2 separate regions of the Mus musculus genome follow, and region 2 is linked to region 1. The links are chromatin contacts, called in public Micro-C maps. All regions are on one chromosome and are shown on one strand. Each heading gives the region's core, a stretch centred on a gene start, on an enhancer-like site or on the middle of the called end of the contact. The rest is flanking DNA. Distances are from core to core; before and after follow the strand shown. Region 1 overlaps Bmpr1b (bone morphogenetic protein receptor, type 1B). Region 2 overlaps Pdlim5 (PDZ and LIM domain 5).

Region 1 (4,570 bases), core at 723-3,222:
TATTTTGTGTTCTGAGCAAGAACAAGAAGAAGAGAAAGAACATGAAGTCTGGTTAGTAGGAAGGTGGGGAAGATCTGAGAGAAGTTATGGGCAGGGGAAACATGATCAAAACAGTAAATTAAATGAAAAAAAATTAAATGAAATAAAAATTAAGAATTTCTCCTTGAATTTGAGTTTCTCTAGTAGTTTGCTGCAGTGATAAAAAGCAGAACCAGAGAAAAGCCAAACATTGGTGGTGGGCTAGGATATAGAATATAGAAACAGAAAGAATCCCTGCAGATGGTAAAAAAAAAAATCTCCTTATAACTTTTTATACAACAACTGAGCATCCTGTTTAATAGAACAGAGAGACTCTCCAAAGGATAGGCAGTGCAAACAATGGCGTATCCTCCATCCCTTAAGGCACATCACTGAAGCTGCAGCATTTGCAGTAAACAGACAACGCTATGATGGAAGCTACCCAGACTCTAAGCTGAGGTAACTGCCTGAAATCTCACCCTACACCCTATGTGAAGGAGACCTTGAGCTGTAAACTAGAGAAATATTCCACCCAATGGTTACATTCGTGAAGACAGGGACCATGTTTTATTTTGAGAATATTTAACTGTTCAGACATTATGCAGGGCTCAGGCCAGAGGCAGGGGAGCAGGAACAAAGGACAGGAGTCAGGTGAAGTTTACATGATATCCCTATGAAGCCTAGAAAGAAAATCTACAGACAATGGGAAAGGTTAGACTGATTGTTCCCCCGCAAAGATGAAAAGCCATAGCCAAAGACTGTAGACAGCTAACTGCAGCTCAGTGAGATGAGTTAGGAGATACTGAGGTCCAGTCAGTCAGAATCCCAAGAGCAGAGCATCAAAATCATTAGTACCAAGTGGATTTTGCTATTCGTACTTTTCTTTACAAACAAAATACAATGCTACAGAGATACAAATGACAATAATTATAATTGCTACTAACAGATTAAAGTATAAAAATTAAAAAAAACTATTTGATCATCAGAACCTGGACAATTTTTAAAGTCCTAAGTCCTATCATTCTGTTTATAATGACTGAAATGGCTGCATGAGCACAGATTGTTTCCTGTTTGACCTTAAAGCTGTTAACGACAAAGGTAAATACAAGATTGTCAGATGAAACAAGAAGACATGCGAGTCAGAACCAGAGCCTGAGATCTGAGAGTCAATTTCATGACCTTCTAAGGTGCTAGTGAGATGCCCCCAAACTGAAATCACTTGTCACCAAGCCTGAGTTCAACCCTCCATCACCACAGGGTGAAGAACCAGTTCCCGCAAGCCACGGCACCTGTACGCACCCCCTCCCCCACACATACATTTTCTCCCTGCCTCTCTTGCTAAAATAACAAAGTTCATTGAGGAAGTTAGTTTTCATTGAAATTAGTTGTATCCTTAATGCCAACAACCTTACTTTGTGGTTTAGAAATGAATCAAATACGTTTCCTGGCCAAGCAAATGTCTTGATAAGGAACGTGTTCTCTTCACAGTTGCAAGTGCTGGCTATCAGAAGTGTAGCCTCTTCTGGATGGAAAGGACAGACCTCTCAGCCTGCACTCTCACCCTCCAGCTGATATGAAGCCTTCTTCCTTTGCAGAGGTTGATGGTAATTCTTTTGCCTTCAAAAGCCAGGTCAACGCACAGACATGAAATCAATCCTCACCAAAATCAGAGGGCAGAGGGCCCACGTGTATTGTTTCTCTTAATCCACTTTTGATCAGGATGTCTGAGGGTCTGGCTGGTAAACAGACACGTTTCAAAAGAAACAATAATCTCACCCTCAACACGTCATGTTATCAGGAAGCCCCACATCTTAGATCCGACGACAGTTACTGAGCCTTGTCTACTGCCCTATGTAAGGAAAGGGAAACTGACAGTCTGAGAACACCTTTCCATGGGACCCATGCTATATTCTTCTCCTACCAGCAGAGGGAGGCCTGATCCACTTCCCGAGCTCTGAGACTGCTCGATCAAGTCTCTCAGGGACTCTCCAGGAGGAATGTATGTCTCGTCCTGCTCCAGCCCAATGCTGTACCGAGGTCGGGCTTCTTGTCTTTTATACCTAAGCGTGGACGAGGGAGATGATTTCAAAACCTTAAATGCATTGGCAGATATAAAACACCGCAGACAAATATTAACCATGGAATTTAGCAATAAACACAAGATGAAACGCTGTTTGCTATCTTTGGGAGGTTTCTCACTCAGTCATGTACGATATTTTTCTCTGTGTTTTAAATGTTATATATAATCAGACTATACTCATTAGCATTTCCAAATAGCTCCAATATCCATTCCCTAGAAACATTTCCTTAAAGTTCCCTAAGTACTTAAATATGTGAGGGCTTTTTTCTTTCATTTATTAAAGATTGTCAGGGAGCCTGGAGAGATGGCTCAGCAGTTAAGAGCACTGGCTGCCTTTCCAGACGACCCTTGTTCAATTCTCAGCACAAACATAGCAGTTCAAAATTGTCTGTAAATCCAATTTCAGGGTATCCAATACTCTTACATAGACACACATACAGGCAAAACACTGATGCACAAAACTAGATAAATAAATCTATCTTGTTTTAAAGTATGTCAGGGAACTCTTTTACATAAAATGATATATAAGACAATACAATGACCATGACATAAAAATAAAACCTTAAAACATGGGAATATTTAACATGTAATGTCTTCTATAACTTATCTTAATTAACTAATTGGTGTACTATAGAATGTTACAGTTTAAAATTTGGATGCTCAAATAGTATGGACACTTAGACCTTTAAATTTCACAAAGTAGAAAATAAGTTCTTGACTAAAAAACTTAAATATAACTAAACTCAGTTTATTTTAATGTTTACTCTATAAAAGTTATAATACTAGAGAAATTTGTAGTCAGGAAATAAGGAATTACTGAAAGCACTCTGACTCCCATATTTTTTTAATTTAATTATTATCAAACCTAAGTCATAACTAGTCACTAAATTTTCCAATTATCTGTGTTTCCTTAGAGATGAAAATTTTAAGTGAGTAATGTCTGAAACAGAAATGAGACAGGCATCTATTTATAGCTTTGTTGGGTGATTCTCTATCAATAGCAACAGATATTTTCAAATCAACCTAAGATCTAGGGGCAAGGGCTGGAGAGATGGCTCAGCAGGTAAGAGCACCGACGACTGCTCTTCCTAAGGTCCTGAGTTCAAATCCCAGCAACCACATGGTGGCTCACAACCATCCATAATGAGATCTGACATGCTCTTCTGGGATGTCTGAGGATAGCTACAGTGTACTTGCATATAATAAATAAATCTTAAAAAAAATATCTAGGGGCAAAGAAAGTCATGCTGCAATAAGCTTGCAGGCAAGAACAGTAAAAAATATTCATATAGGAATCTCACTAAGAGTGTGAAACTCCATGTACACATCCAATACTTACCTGAAGTAACAGAATAAAATAATGAGGACCAAGAGTAAACTACAGACAGTCACAGAGATAAGCAAGGCCTTGTGGTGTATGGGCCCATCAACAAAATCTGAAAAAGAAAGCCACAAAACAACTTATAGTTTTACTTAAAAGGGATAAACTCTTTTTCCAAACGTTTAATAAAAATGTATCAAATAGGGGAATGTAAAATGGGGAAAAACTATAATGTGTTGCATTAAAAAGCACATATGTACTCAAAACGGCATGTATGATGATTGGTTGTTGATGATACTGTCAGGCGTAGATGAATCCGTTCAGCTAGATGTTTATTCAACAGCACAAGTCTCCTCTATGGAAGGAGTTGACCTGACACAGAATAAACCCATAGAAAGAATACAAGGGAAGCAGGTGGGTCCCTGAGCCTAACATGAGAACTTGAGGTCCTATGCACCTCAGAGTCAGGGGCTGGGTCTGCAGGCTCTTCTCACCTGGTTTCTGAAACAAAAACAACTCTGTATTCATTATATCCAAAGTTGCTTTCTGATATATGCAAAACACAAGGATCCCTCAAATCCTATTAAAAAGATAGATATGAGTATACAGTACACTTTTGCATGAACTCAAGCTCTTGACAAATCAGATTTGCTTAAAGCAAGCTTGAGAAAAGCTTCATGTGAATTAGAATGTTTTTCGAGACCAAACCCAGAAATACTTATTCAAAAATATCTTCAATATCGTCTTTTTTAAAACCAATCATCCCAGGTGATTTTTTTCGGGGGTGGGGGGAGTGCAGTAGCTGACGGCTATTTAAACAGTCTCACAGTCTCAGAGTTAGCCACGTTATTATAGGTACAGCATGCTCTGGGGAAAGTGATGGGTGCACTTAGTTGTGAAAGGGGGACTATAAGCTATGACTTCAGACAGCCTGAGAAGACATTCACCCAGCTGTTCCCCTGCAGAGAAAAGACAAATTCAGGTTTTGGCAGGAGATCTTCATTTACACAATAAAAAGTAGGATATGTTCCATGAAAGAAAATCTTAAAAAGGACTAAACTGGATGAAATCATTACATCCTGAACAGTTTACTGACAAAAGCTACACATACAGCATTATAGTAACACTTCAGTAAACAAAAATGAATTTCC
Region 2 (4,570 bases), core at 610-3,109, 410 kb after region 1:
ACCATGCTTTTTGGCCATGATGATAATGGACTAAACCACTAAACTGTAAGTAACCTCCAATTAAATGTCTTCTTAGTCATGGTGTCTCTTTGCAGCAATAAAACCCCAACTAAGACAGCAAATATTTAAATACATCACTGAAGCCTGAAAATAGCCATGGGTAATACATAAAGAAATGAGCATAGCCACGCTTCAATAAAACCTTATTTTAAAAAAGAAATTGACAGCAGGTAGGCCAGGTGTGACCAAATGTGTGAAATAAGAGTAGAAACTCTTTAAGGAAGGCATTTATAACAGATCTAGATACTTTTTCTTATATGGAGGGTGAGATGCATGAGATGGCAAGTGGAAGAGCGGAGGGGTTCTACAGATGGGCCCCACAACACTAAACAGACTCCAACACCAAAGCAAAGCTCCCAAGGAAAACATTCGCAAGAAGAGAATGTGGATACTTAAGGGTATCACTATTTTTTCCCTAAGAACCATGGTTTTAAATTTGAATGGATTTGCTATATGAAGAAATCTCTGCATCACACCCCAATCCTGACAGTGGGCAGCTCCAAGCAGGACTTTGCAGCGAGTGAACTATTTAATGATGTCAAAATGCAGGGACCAGATGGCAATAAAATATTATTAGAAGAGATGAAATACATGCAACTGGTTGCAATTTACTTACTCATACAAAAATTTAAAAATAGAACCAATAAATCCATCCATCTAAGCTAAGCAAATCTAGTTACCTAGATTTATTAGCGTGGCACAAAGCCTACAATGAAATTTGGGGTGGTTGTAGTATCAGTAATTTCCTTTCTCACCCCTATCTACTTTAGCTTTCAAATAAAGATAGAATTTATATCCACTTATAACTGAGATGAACATCATTCAGTCTTGGATCTAATCAAATCTCACAAATAAATGAGTCTTTCTTGGAAACAAAAATAACATATCATATCTCTCCCTAGCTTTGTCTAACTCATAATAAAGCAAAAGGCTGTATTTTACTTCAGAACTGTACCCCACACAATAAAGATATGCTCAGGCATCACACAATACAGTGGTGAAATAGCTAAATCATAGCTAAATGATTGAATTTCAAAGGGGAAGTTTAGATGCAAATAATACGCCACCCAAAACAGATTTAGCAGCTACCAGGCCCATAGTTAACTGTTTCTATCCTCAACAAGAATCCTCTCCATGCTGTCCCTTTGAGATCTGGGCCTCCTGATGTAATCACTAACGCCATCTAGGGTCAAAGTATTGGGTCACGGTACTATAAACTGGATAGCTCCTTTTACTTTTCTCAGAGCCTGTTAACTTGTTAGTAATAGTCAACTTAACTGTAATGACTTAAAGTGTAGTCTTGATAAAGATATTTTTAAAGCTGAAATACCAATGAAATGATTACTGCTAATGAACAATATCTACCATGTTACTGTTAGGAGATCCGGTTTGGTCATTTCTAGGCTGCCTCTGTATTCAAGTAGGGATGATGAGTCCTCCTTCAACAAAGAGTGTAAGAGGTACTATAGTCAACTAAGTGCTTTGTAAACTATGTTTGTCACTGTCCTTTACCTCTGACCCTCTCAAATATACTAGAAATATCCCTAAATATCCCTAAAATATTCCTAACTGATCACTCTTTTATATTATACAATATTAATAAGTGTATTTATATTGTGCTTCTCCAAATCACAACTTATATTCTTTAGAAAGCACCAATTTTATATTTTGACATCACCATCAACTAAGATTCCCCTGCTTTTATTAAAACACGTTTGTGTCATAAAAGGAAAACCAAGTGGAGGCTGGGGACACAGCATAGAGAGTAAATACTTGCTGTGCAAACAGCAAGCAGGAGAGCTTAGCACATATGTGACAATAAAGCATGTGGCATGCTCCCCTAACACCAGCAGTGGGGAGAAGTGAGGAGACAATCTAGTTAAAATAGTGACCTTCAGGTTCAGTGAAAGACCCTGCCACAGAAACAAACTGGAGAATGTCAGGAAGACACTGGCAACCTCTGGCCCTAAAGGGGCATACAGAGGCAAGCATACCCACACATGAGTGCACACACTCCTGCAACACATATACTCACATACCAAAAATGAAAAAAAGCAAATGATTAGTAAAACCTGTGTATGTCACCTGATTATTACAAAGAGAACAATGACTTAGCAGGAATGTTGGGAAAGCTGTGTGTACGAGCACCTGTCTGTAATCTCAGCCCCTGGGAGAAGAGCCATGTGGTGAGTTTGAGGCTAATAAAGGTTATAGAGCAAGTCTCTACCTAACTAGCATGGAAATTGGTGATTGTTCAATATAGAGTATCAGAAGTTAGGTATGCTAAACACTCAATGGCATGTGCTTACTGTGTTTAAGTGTGCCACCATAATATCAGGTAGAATAGCTTATACTTGCATGGGAGCTTTTAATAAGAAAACATTTTTTTTAAAAATCCATTTATCTCTTACCACTGTCAGCCAGCACGACAGTAAACAAGGCTCACCTGGGAGCTCTGTGTACACACAATTAAAGAAGGCACGCAGGTGATGCTTCCTCACACTAAGAACTGCGAATGAAAACAGCTAACTGTAAAGATGCAACAAATCGAACATTACAGTGAAAGAAAATGTGCTGGACAGTTTGATGTCATCTTGACACAAGCTAACATCATCTGAGAGGACAGAACATATGAGGAAAATGCCTCCATAAGATTCCTGGATATATATAGGGTGTGGGGTCGGGAATAAGCTGAATGTCTGTTTTCTCTAAGCTACACACTTGACCATATACTTGATCTCTCTGACAGTGTTTTAGAGTGCGATGTCTAAGTTCTCTATCACAATTCCTTCCTTCCCTGGGAAAACAGTGGTTAAGCAGCACCCGACTCAGGTTAAAGATGCTAAGGTCACAGGTCTGTTCTCCTCAGAACTCTCTCCATTCCTATCACCAGTGCCTAAGGTGACTGGATCACTACCTCTATGGTAGAACACCTCTGGACTCCAGTCTCACTACAGAGAAATCAGCGTGGTCTGTTTAAACACATTAAAGATATATTGATCTTTCAATAGAGCCAATCCAACTGTGCTACTACACAGATTACAGATCTTTTAATAGCTTCTTTTCAGAAGCAAGGCCACACTATGATATGCTCTAAGCACTCACTGGCCAGGCCTCCCCCGCCCCCACTACTCCATTAATCCTACTTTCTCTCTTGCCACTAAAACATCCCGAACAACCTGCACTTCCTTTAAGAAATTAAAGTCTTGAGGTTCTTCGGGTGTTTTTCTTTTTTGGTACATATGTGTGCATAAACATTAAAATTTCATTCCTGAACAAAATAAAACTCCACAATAAACAAATATGTTTTCCACTTCTAAGTTGTATTCTTTATTCAAGTGTTTTCTACTCCCTTTCTGCTGCTGCAGAGCTCCACATCTTCTGACCTGGGCCCTGTAATCAGAGGTAACTTTTCTCTGCACATCTGTTGCTGATTTCTATGCAATGTACTGGTGCTTTGTGCTCAAATTTACTATCCAAAGTAAGATGAGCCACATCCCTAATATTCCCACTGTGCTCCACTGTTTGGTCCCTTGGTTACAATGATTTCCTTATTTTTTTAGAGAAAGAAAATTGGGCCATGGTTACAGAATTGCTAATATTTTGAATTACTGGCTATAGAGAGCAGCAAGTAATTACAGTATTGCTTACATTCACCTCCTTTAACTCTTAATTTGATGCTTCAGGAGGCTGGTAGCATGGCCTTGTCCTCAGCGCTTTGGGATTTTTAAATAGCTGCTTTGTCAGATACTGCTTTCACCTTTGTTCAGTAACACTTAAAGAAACCTGAAGCTCATGAAGACTGAACATCATGATGACAAATGAATGTTGTTCCCCCCCCCCCCCCCAAATTACATGAAAGGCTTCAAAATAAGGCATTTGGTCTATGAACTCACCCACTAACATTTACCAAAGAAACTGCAACATACCAGGCAGGTGCTCTAAAGCAAGGGTTAGTATGGTAAACCTTGGCCACACCCTTCAAGGTCTATAAAAACAATTAAAATGAACATAATGAGTTCTATGGTAAAGACACTGCCACAGTTGTACGGATCATGGAGAAAGAATAGGTGCCCAGCCAGAGGCTCAGGGAAACTGGACTAAGCAGGTGATAAATGGTGTCTGACCAGAGGAGTTACAGGGTGGGAGAGCAGGTGGAGCAGCCTGTACAAGGCATGGAACTGTGTGAATAATGGATGTTGGCAATTTTGGCTGGACTGAACTAGAAACACAGGGAGCAATCTTATGAAATGAGGCTGCAGAAGATAGTGGAGAGGAGGAAACTCACTGAAGGCCCCGGGAAGAAGCTACACTGCCTGCAGCAGGGAGCTCCAAACAGCTGCACACAGGGAAGTTCTGTGACATCCACTTTGCTGCTGCAAAACAGTCTAAGTTCTTGATACTGTTATGACAGTGTCAAAGGGTGGAATTTGAACCCTTCCTGTTCTATCTTCTAAGCATGTCAATATGCCAGCTCATATGTTCACAGCAGTGCTGCAGAGGTACTTTA

What was found. Hi-C and Micro-C count contacts between places; a contact is called where the count stands out from the background.
Region 2: a contact with region 1 is called in a Micro-C map of the AtT-20 cell line, with 3 times the contacts expected there. The contact joins two enhancer-like sites. A contact is called at or near these places in 3 of 39 promoter capture datasets (the C10 cell line, embryonic stem cells and hippocampal neurons), 7 of 15 datasets of contacts at CTCF or cohesin (the G1E-ER4 cell line, embryonic stem cells, hippocampal excitatory neurons and 3 more), 202 of 484 Hi-C or Micro-C datasets (the 3T3-L1 cell line, 3T3-L1-derived adipocytes, the AML12 cell line and 99 more), 27 of 115 datasets of contacts at active chromatin or transcription factors (PVALB interneurons, astrocytes, a beta-TC-6 cell line and 16 more) and 2 of 9 other capture datasets (embryonic stem cells and embryonic trunk).

Annotation. Positions count from the first base shown.
Region 1 is chr3:141,861,044-141,865,613 of GRCm38.p6, forward strand. It overlaps Bmpr1b (bone morphogenetic protein receptor, type 1B), which reads right to left. Exons shown (of 12, transcript NM_001277217.2): 6 at 3,438-3,534; 7 at 1,940-2,078. Among named protein-coding and RNA genes, the nearest start is that of Gm15689, 180 kb to the left of the region's middle. Within about 2 kb of position 1,973, at least 8 of the 459 cell types and tissues checked have an H3K27ac peak or open chromatin away from gene starts, as enhancers often do. A contact at or near this core is called in the AtT-20 cell line, where this site is marked.
Region 2 is chr3:142,268,017-142,272,586 of GRCm38.p6, forward strand. The region is part of intron 8 of Pdlim5 (PDZ and LIM domain 5); the gene reads right to left. Among named protein-coding and RNA genes, the nearest start is that of Bmpr1b, 100 kb to the left of the region's middle. Within about 2 kb of position 1,860, at least 3 of the 459 cell types and tissues checked have an H3K27ac peak or open chromatin away from gene starts, as enhancers often do. A contact at or near this core is called in the AtT-20 cell line, where this site is marked.